Regions from separate parts of the Sus scrofa genome. Here region 1 is linked to region 2. A link is a contact called in public Hi-C data. All regions are on one chromosome and are shown on one strand. The core of a region is the stretch at or near the end of the contact, and the rest is flanking DNA. Distances in the headings are between cores, read along the strand shown. Region 1 overlaps PXK (PX domain-containing protein kinase-like protein). Region 2 holds the start of PXK (PX domain-containing protein kinase-like protein).

The links. Hi-C and Micro-C count contacts between places; a contact is called where the count stands out from the background.
Region 1: a Hi-C map of embryonic fibroblasts shows a contact between it and region 2, with 2.5 times the contacts expected there. The contact joins the enhancer-like site here to the promoter of PXK in region 2. A contact is called at or near these places in 3 of 5 promoter capture datasets (fetal liver and liver), 21 of 47 Hi-C or Micro-C datasets (alveolar macrophages, blood, embryonic fibroblasts and 9 more) and 2 of 2 datasets of contacts at active chromatin or transcription factors (alveolar macrophages and skeletal muscle).

What each region holds. Positions count from the first base shown.
Region 1 is chr13:40,144,987-40,149,721 of Sscrofa11.1, forward strand. PXK (PX domain-containing protein kinase-like protein) reads left to right here. Exons shown (of 18, transcript XM_005669678.3): 16 at 212-281; 17 at 2,999-3,058. Among named protein-coding and RNA genes, the nearest start is that of PDHB, 20 kb to the right of the region's middle. Within about 2 kb of position 2,610, at least 8 of the 83 cell types and tissues checked have an H3K27ac peak or open chromatin away from gene starts, as enhancers often do. A contact at or near this core is called in alveolar macrophages and embryonic fibroblasts, where this site is marked.
Region 2 is chr13:40,076,405-40,081,141 of Sscrofa11.1, forward strand. PXK (PX domain-containing protein kinase-like protein) reads left to right here and starts at 2,834. Exons shown (of 18, transcript XM_005669678.3): 1 at 2,834-3,426. The coding sequence starts at 3,325. RPP14 (ribonuclease P protein subunit p14) reads left to right here. Exons shown (of 6, transcript XM_021069098.1): 6 at 1-1,775. LOC100515579 (hydroxyacyl-thioester dehydratase type 2, mitochondrial) reads left to right here. Exons shown (of 5, transcript XM_021069097.1): 5 at 1-1,775.

The DNA.
Region 1 (4,735 bases), core at 1,360-3,859, 68 kb after region 2:
TGATTGGTCTGAGATAGTAAACTCAGCATTCTTGGTTTTATTTCTCTCTTTAGTTTTGGCTTGTGGCTTCCTCACTGTATTAAGTTATGAGGCCAGGTATGACCTTGTGTGTAGCTCATTTAACTATGTGCCTAGAAGATGTTTTTATTCTAAGTCCCAGCTTTTGTACATTTATTCTTTGCTCTTCCCCATCTCTCTTTTATTTTTAAAGAAGTCAAAACGATCTGCAGTTGAAAATAGTGAAGAACATTCAGCAAAATACAGCAACTCCAATAATTCAGGTAACTCATTATAAATTATAAGTGGGGAAGGGACCCCAGAGCTTATGGGGTAACTAGTGTCTTCACTAATGGCAAAGCTTGAGCAATCAAAGATGATCATCAGCCCTGGAAGTAAAACCAACCCAACTTACAGTGCAAGGCCCCCTGTTTATCAGGAAGAGCCTGTAGGAACGAAAATGATCCTAAGTCCTGCCTTCTGTTCCCTCCCATTTGACAGAATGGCATGCCCTCCTGTATTAAGGAAAGAACTCAACAGTATGTAGGGATCTCAGAAAGCATCCTGGAAGGGCCAAGATGGCACAGAGAGCACTGTCCTGAATTGTCTCTCCTCACCTTCACTCCTGGCTGCTTCTCATCAGCCCTGCTGGCTTTGGGCCTTAATATCCCCATCTCTGGAAATCAGATCAAACGATCCCTTGGGCTCTTTCAGTGAAGTGGAGTTCCACCCAGAGAAGGGAGGTTTCATCCTAACAGGGCAAGCTTCGGCTTAGCCTGGAGGGTCAAAGGAAGGGGAGGTGTTTTAGGCTGAGGGATAGCTGCGTGTATGTGTAGGCAGGATAAGGACGTAGTAGAGAGGGAGATGCTGAAGATACAATGAGAGAGTTGGGGGAGGGGGCTAGAGGGCAGGGGGTTAGCATCAGGAGCCCAGCTGTCAGTCTCCCCCTTGGAGGAAGCCCACTCCTTCTCTTCGTGGAGTCAGGAGCCAAGAGGGTATGGCAAGTGGCAGAGACAGTTAAAAGTGGAAGGAAAGGGAGGAGGCTGAGGGTGGTCAAAGCCCTTGCCTCCTTCGGTCTTTTCAGAGAAGCCAATGAGGAGCATGTGGGCCAAGGGCAAGAGGAGAAGTGTGCGGGGTACCTGAGACCTAAAGGTTGGACTAGCTGCAGCCAGAGAGTAGAGGCAGTGTGGGTAGAGCTGAAGTTAGAAGAGTTGGGTTGGGAGAAGATCATAGATTCCAGAAGGAGGGTAATAGTCATGCCAACACCACTGCTTGGAGGGTCAAGTCAGAGAAGGGCTTGGGGGCAGCTAGCAAGGAAGAGAAGGAGGGGAGGCTCCAGGCCGGAGGTCCCTGTGAGGACAGGGCAGGTTCCTGGAGATGGAGGCTGGGAGAGGAAGAGTGCCTGGCAGGTCATTTCAGAATTGGAACTCTGTTTTCTCCCTGGTTGGTGGGATGGATGTGGGCCAGTCATTGTCATCATTAGGTTAAGACGCATGTCTCCAACCAGCATGTCACACTGGCAGACACTCTGTCCATCATCTGCTTCTCTATAAAGCAGAGAAAGCCTGGCTTGGTGTTCACCATCCTGAGGCTATGTCTGCCTGCAAGGCTCTGTGCCGGATGCAGCCAGATGGGATGCCAAGGACTCCAAGACACCACCTCAAAGAGTTCAGAAAAACAGAGTGATAGAAATGTGTCATCACCAGACCCACTGGAATCTCAAGTTCAAACCTTCTCCCCTTTAAAGTCTGGGTTAGCACTATAAAGCTGTATGAAATCAGGGTGGGTTGAATTTTACCTTCTTTTTTCAGCAAAAAGACTCTCATGTTTTATAGAGAGGTGAGAGAATATTGCATACTTTGGAGGGAGATGCAGTTTAAGTGGGACATTTCTCTCAGTGCTCAGTGTCCATACTATGCCCCAAATGTCCTGTGGATAGTGGGTGAGCTGGTGCTGGAAGGCCTCTTATGGCCTGGTCACAGCCTTCCCAGGAGCCTTGATAACCCTTTGATAGGACTTCCTTGTGAGGGAGGGGGTTTTTGTAAGAAATTCTGTTTGTTCATTGGGCTACTTCCATGTCAGGCCAGGAGGATGTATTCTGGGGATTTCTGAGCAATGGATGAAATTCTGGGAATGTGGGAATATTTGAAATACAACACATGGAGTTCCCACCGTGGCTCAGTGGAAACAAATCTAACTAGTATCCATGAGGATGCCGGTTTGACCCCTGGCCTCACTTAGTGGGTTCAGGATCCAGCATGGCCATGAGCTATGGTGTAGGTCGCAGATGTGGCTTGGATCTGGCATTGCTGTGGCTGTGTCATAGGGTAGCCCTAAAAAAAAAAAAAAAGAAATGCAACACATTTACTAGTTCCAGAAAAAGCATGCAACATGTGGGAATATACACATTGTTTTAAGGTAAATAAGGATATTTACTGAGTTTCAGGTAAGAAAAGGCCTGGGAAATCCACAAACTGAATAGGCTGATCTTGTCTAACTGAGTGTGCCAACTGGTAAAACGGACCTTTTGCAGAGACTGTTGCTGAGTGGGTGCAGTGGGAACTCTTGCTTCCTTTGGAGAGGCTTTCATCAGACTGCTCTGCACTCCTCTGTCACTTGTACTGTGGTGGCATGGTCATTTGTCATTCATTATCCAAGTCAGGGGTTGGGTCCCTGAACCTAAGAGGTATTGCACCCAATTGCTTAAGCCGTTGGATTGTGCAAAGTTGGCTTCATACCAGGCAGGCTGTGGAGAGCAGCAGGATGCAACGAGGCCTGGGGAAGGAAGCCCTGCACTGTGCTGGAAGTCTGTGGTCACTGGGTCGAGTCCCTGAATTCTCTGTTCCACCTCATCTTTTACCACAAGGCCTACAGACTAAGCCAAGTGCAGATTCTCAGACAGTGGTGGGTCTGAGTCATGGTAGTGGGTCCCAGTCCAGGCCAAATTCCAAGTGTCTTTCTTTGGTCCCCATGAGGGTTTTTCTTTGTTTTCTCTTAGCAGGATCTGGGGCCAGCTCACCTCTTACATCCCCGTCATCGCCAACACCACCCTCTACAGCAGGTTAGTGATGGAGGCAGAGTGACCTCCCTTCTTCCCCTTCTCCACCAACGGGGAGAGAGGTGGAGATATTTCTTTTCTCATCTTGGTCCAAACACTTCAGAGAAATCCTTGTGAGTGCAAATGAGCAGTGTCATTTGGGAGAGCAGAGTGTCTGGGTTTCCAACTTGGATTTCATGGGAAGAGGAATAGTTGGTTTCAGGGCCACTCAGCACCCCTACTCCAGCTGGCTCTCTCTCCTGAAAAGCCACATGCAGGGCTCCTTAGATTGAGCTTGTCTTTGTACATGTTCAGCTGAACAAAACAGTCGTGCTGCCACCAGGGCCCCTGTCCTGCCAGGACTGTCTCCTCAGGGAGCCCAGCCATAATGTCGGTTTGCCACGGAGCAAAATGGGTGAAATGCCCAGGTATAGGAGTGAAATCCCCACCGAGCTTCTGATTTCCTAATAATTTGTGCTCTGTATTTAATCATCTGAATATTTTGTTTCACCTTTGTGAATCAGATACTAGAAGTTTTGTTTGAAAAAATGTAAAAAAGTATTATAAAAATAATCTCTAATTCTGTAGAGTGGCCTCATGCCACTTCTTTCCTTTTTAAACTAATACCTCTCTCCTAACCATTTTGCAAGCCCCATCAAAACCCATCTGGGTGTCAGTACCTCCTTCCCCTTCTTAAGTGAACCAGATGTCTGGCTGTCTCAGGGGCTGCTTCTGCTGCTCGGAGCCTTTGTCTGTGCCTGAAGGAGTTGCTGCTGCTCTCTGAAGGGAGAGTCCTTGGCTGGGGTTGATTTATGAGAAGATGACACCATAGTCATTAAGGCTTGCAGTGGTGCCCAAGCGCTACCAAGAGCATTACTAACTGCTCTCAGATGCTTCTAACTTACCTTCGCCCAAACGACAAACATGTGTAAGGGGACTGGTCTGAAGGCCTTGCATCCAGCTGATGGGTCTCCTTGTTGGCTGAGGCTGCTTACTAGTGGTTCTCTGTGGAGTGTTCTGGGGCCAGGACCTGTTCTGATAGCAAAGTACCTGGCTCTTGGGGGTAATATTCTGTTTCCCGTCTGACTTTGCCAGCAGGTTTTATAGGAAAGCCCCCAAATATTGATTAGGACAGAAAATAGATTTCTCTATCTTTTGTAGAGGTGACCTGTATAGGCTGATTAGAAATTTCTCAAGAGCCACTGCCCAGATGATGTTGAGCCATTTTCTAGAAGATAGGATATTAATTTCACACCACTTAGACATAATTAAGGAAGAATCCACAGACTCTAACACACAAGGTGTCTGTCTGGCAGTGCAGAGTACCTCACTGTGTACATTCCATGTGGTCCCAGGAAGTTACCTGCCACTTCTCAGTTTTAAATGCCTTGGGGAACTCTGACTATTGGGATTAGTTTTCGTGAATCCTCTAATTTACCTGAGGTCCCAGTGGGAGGTATTTCAAACAGTAGCAAGTTTGCATGAGATGAGGTAACTTTTAGAATGAGAAGAAAAAGAGGAATCTTTCATAATTAGAGTAATTGTTAGAAAAAATTTCATCTGAGGTGAGAGGGAGCAGCTGGGGGATAGTTCTCTATCCTGAAGGACAGTTGTAAGGATTCACAGGGAAACATGTGAGGCCTCAGGCACGAGGCCTGGCAGAGATGAGTGGTACCCAGCAAATACTGGCTCCCTCTTTTC
Region 2 (4,737 bases), core at 1,584-4,083:
AGGAGGCTCTGCAGTCAATTTCTAGGCCATAATCAGTTTCTAGGGTGGCTCTTAGCTGGACTACAGTTCATGTGACCTTATAAACCCTGAGCAAAATTCCTCTGTGATGTGATGGAAAATAACATGTAAAGGAAGCAAGAGTTGAATTTTTTTTTTTAAATCCACATCATGAATATTTAAAGAAAATCATTTTGAGATGGGAGGTGATGCTGCTTAGGAAGTACTCAGTTTTTCCACACGCTTCTATGACCTGATTTATAGAGCAGTTGTCGGGTCTAGAGGCATTCTCATTAAAACTAATTATCGGGAGTTCCCCTCATGGTTCAGCGGAAACGAATCTGACTAGCATCCATGAGGATGCAGGTTCGATCCCTGGTTTGCTCAGTGGGTTAAGGAGCCAGCATTGCCATGAGTTGTGTAGGTCGCTGACACGGCCTGGATCCTGTGTTGCTGTGGCTGTGGTGTAGGCCAGCACCTACATCTCCGGTTTGACCCCTAGCTTGGGAACCTCCATATGTCACTGGTGCGGCCCTTAAAAAAAAACAAAAACGAAACCCCTCATTATCTTCAGTCAATCTGGTCAAACATCAGGCTATTAGGTAAATAATCTATGGACCATCTAAATATTTGGCAACATAAAAGAATATAATTTTTTTTTTTCCCTGCCAGCCTTGAGTAGTTGTGTATGTGACAGTAAATGAGCTTCTGTATCCTCATTCGCTTGACCCAGCATGAGGCTAGAAGCATAGCTCAGGGCTGGGGAGAGTTTCCTTGTGTATTCAGGCCACTTCAAAGGCCAGATGTTGCAGGGGTTGGGGCCTGGTCTTCAGAGGATTTAGGGATGGAGTTAATGTCCAGGATCCTCAAGGCCCTGATTAAGTAGATCAAATTTTAAGGTATTTATACTGAGAGATTTAGTTCAGGTAAGAATTTCCGGAGAATAGGAAAGGGTAGATTCAAAATTAATCTCTGGCTTCATTCCATCAAATAGCTGATTTCTCACTTTCAGTTTCATTTCTGTAGTAAGGAAAACTAGACAAGGTTGTCTACTTGATGACCTTTGCAACTTAGTTGGGTAATATTTTTTTTTTCCTAATCATACAAATAAAATAGACATTTTGAAAAGTGTAGAAATACAAAAAAATAGCATCATGATTCCACTTCCTAGAGACTCTCAGTTAATATTTTGGGGGGCTTCCTTCTGGTGTTTTTCCTATAAATATATTTTTAAAACTTGGGATTATAAAATGCATGTGTTGCTTTTTTCTATTTACTATTCTATCAACATTTCCCAACATTATCCTTTGATAATCTTATTTTTTACCCCCTTCCTGATAATGCGATTTTTTTTTATCATTGCAAAATATTCTATTTATGACTGTACCATGATTTGTCCAGTCCCCTGTTGTTAGGTATTTATGCTTGAGTGCTATGTATTTGCACCGATTTTTGATTATTTCCTTAGGATACTCTTCTAGAGGTGAGACTACTGCGTGAGAACATTTTCAAAATCCTTGATACGTGTTGTCAAATCTCAGGTCCTAGCACTGGGCCTATTTCATGGTTAAGTACGCAGTGAATAATTGTTGAACACATAAATGCCTTTTGGAAAGGTTGGACCAAGTTATGCTCCTACCAGCAGAATGCAGGAAGAGTCTTGTCTTGGTTAGCCCACATAATAGGAGTAATGATTAAAGTAGAATTTTGGTTTCTGTGATTCTGATAATGAGGTAACTCATTTGCCTTAAATGGTAATAAAAAGTTGATTTCTCCCTAAGTGTTATGTAGTTTTAATAGACTGCTGCTTTTAAACACACTGGGACAAACACAGAATGCACGAAGAGGTCTAATTACTTTAGGACTTAATCATGAAGTTCCATGTTTCCCTTTTCATATCTCTCTTCTGAGCCTTTGCTCCTAAGTCAATCTGTCATGGCTTCTTGGCCACTTGGAGTTGCCCAACAATCCCATTAAGCCTGAGATCTGGTGAGGGTACCCATTAGATACTGTTTAAGCCTTTGCCAAATTGTGGTGGTGGTGGTAGGGTTACCAAGAAGAGCCTCAGCTGCTGGCCTATGCCACAGCCATAGCATTGTGGCATCTGATCCGTGCCTGCAATCTACACCACAGGTCACAGCAACACCAGTCCCTGACCCACTGAGCGAGGGCAGGGACTGAACCCGAATCCTCATGGATACTATACTAGTTGGATATGTTTCTGCCCCACCACAGTGGGAACTCCCAAGAAATTCTGTTCTCTTGTCTGAAATGTAAAAATTTAGGGAAGATAAATTTGAGTAAGAAACTTCTATTCTTTGAACTATAGGGGAAGAAAGAAACTAATATTGTTTTGAGGTTTTATTATGTGCTGAACACCTTCCCATCCTACTTTCTTCATACCAGCTTTTCCATGTAAGTATTATCTATTTTGCAGGTGGGGAGCTGGGGCTCAGAGATTGGGTAACTTATTCAAGATCACACAGCTGGTAAATCCTGGAGCCCTAGATCTTATTCCAAGTCTAACTCCATTATCCTGGCCTAAGAGCACAATGGGTGGGCCAGGATTGTGGCCGTGGGTTCAGGCTGACTGGGGGCAAATTTGGGGCTGAGAAATTGATTGCAGAATTCTCTGGCTCTGGGTTAGGTTCTGGAAGGCAGTACGGTGGGACTGACCATCCCGAGTCAGAGGTTGAGGGTTCTCAAGTTCGAAGGCCTTATGGGCTGAGCTAAGCTGGGACTAAGGATAGAGGCTGGAAGTTCCTTGGACCAATGCCCAGTTTTTAGCGTCTCCAGTTCAAAGAGCTTTGGGTCTGAGGGTGGAGTCTTAGGGCTCCAACTCTGGGGCCCAATTCTGAGGGCTTAGTGAGAAAAGCCCTCACAATCCCCATCATTGAGAGGTTTGGGGATCTTGGGGCCTAAGGCTTCCTGGATAGCAGGGCCCCAAATGAAGTGCCTTCAGATCAGAGGACCTCTGGAGGTGATGGCTTAGGGTGAATTGTCCTGAGGTCTGAGGCCCGGTGCTAAGGGCACCAGGTCTGTGGTGTGGCTGCGTGGAGTTTGGAGGCTCGAGTCAGGGCAGTGGCAAATGAGACGGCTTGGCGCTAGGACCTCGCAGGAGGCGGCGGCGTGAAGGGCGGCCAGTGTTGACAGCCACGGCAGAGCGAGAAGGTCGGCGCTAGGACCCCGCGGGCCGGGCAGGCGGCGGCGGCGCGTGGGGCGGCGCGTGTTGACAGCGGCGGCGGCGGCGGAACCCAGCGGCGGCGGGAGTCGGCGCCTCTGGTTCCTGCCCCTGGTCCCAAGGCGGTGGCGGACGGGCGTCCCGGGATGGCCTTCATGGAGAAGCCGCCGGCCGGCAAGGTGCTGCTGGACGACACGGTGCCGCTGACAGCAGCCATTGAGGCGAGCCAGAGCCTGCAGTCCCACACGGTGCGCGGCCCGCCGGGAGGGCGGGCGGACGGGCGGCTTGGGGCGGTCCCGGGCCGCAGGAGGGCTGCGGGCGGCCGGCAGCGGGCTGGGCAGGGTCGTCAAGGAGGGCATCAGGGCAGGGGTCGGCGACCCAGGCCGAGAGGGCTCTGGCGTGGTGTTGTTTCAGGGTCAGGGTTCCCGGGGCCCAGGCGACCGCTTAAGTCCGTAGGGGTCGAGGGTGGGAACCACAGCACCCCCTCCCCGGGTGGGGGGGGGGTGGAGGCAAGGAGTGAGACGGCCTCGGGGGGGTGCCCTAGAAAGGAAGTCAGAGTTGGGAGAGGTGTTGGATTCCCAGGTCCATCTGCGGCCGCGGAGTAAAGAAAACCATTCAGGACCCTCTCATCCATGTCTGCCCTCTGCCAGCCATCTCCTCACCGGGGCCGCTGAGTTTCCCTCCTTTCAGCTGGGCGTCTGAGTGGTGGGGATGAGAGTGTGCCGGCCCAAATGGAAGTATGACTTCAGAGCATACTTGTTGGGATAGAGGAGTGGCTGAGGTCTGAAGCCACATTTGCATGTCGGCTCCTTGGCCGGGGCGCAGGGAGATGATGTGGGAGGCAGTTTGGGGTCCTGCTGAGGCAGGTGTTTGGATGTGTTCCTTCCCTCCTGTAAATTGCTCTTTAGTAGGCAGTGGTAGTATTCATTTGAGTTTAAAATCGCTGGAGAAGCATAAAGGAGTTAATAGGCCCTCATAGTAAACACAGAGTTCATTTCTGTTACATATAGTGTTTTTTATGGGTCTTTAAAACCATGGTTGTTTTCATTTGCCTCTCCCTTTTTTTTTTTTTTTTGAAAATTACACTATGCTTTATAATTTACAAGCAATAAACCAAGAAACCAGCAAAAAACAAACAAAGGAAAACACAACAACAACCAAAAAACCCAGAAGCTGCCAGCCAGTGGGACTTTGGGAAATAATGAATGGGGAGAGAGAGATTCCTTAAATTGTAATGTTTTGTTAGGTCACCAAATCAGATTCCGGCTCAGAGGCTTGTTTGTTTACCATTGCAGTGTGTTTGGGGTTCATCATCTGGAGGCTAAAGCCCCACAATAGCCTTCTGTTTCTCTTTTTGCTCAAGCTGTTCTGATGACTTCAAAGAGACCTTTTATTCTGTTGTGTTTAAGTGGGACTTTTTTGAACCTCAGTTTCCTCTTCTGACAGCCACGCTTTGTAGGACTTGGGTTGTTCAGTGTTCATTTCCAGTTAGGAAAATGATCTTTTTCTTAAATGTGCATTTTCTTTCATTGTGCATATCTTTAATGCTGTTCCTCAGA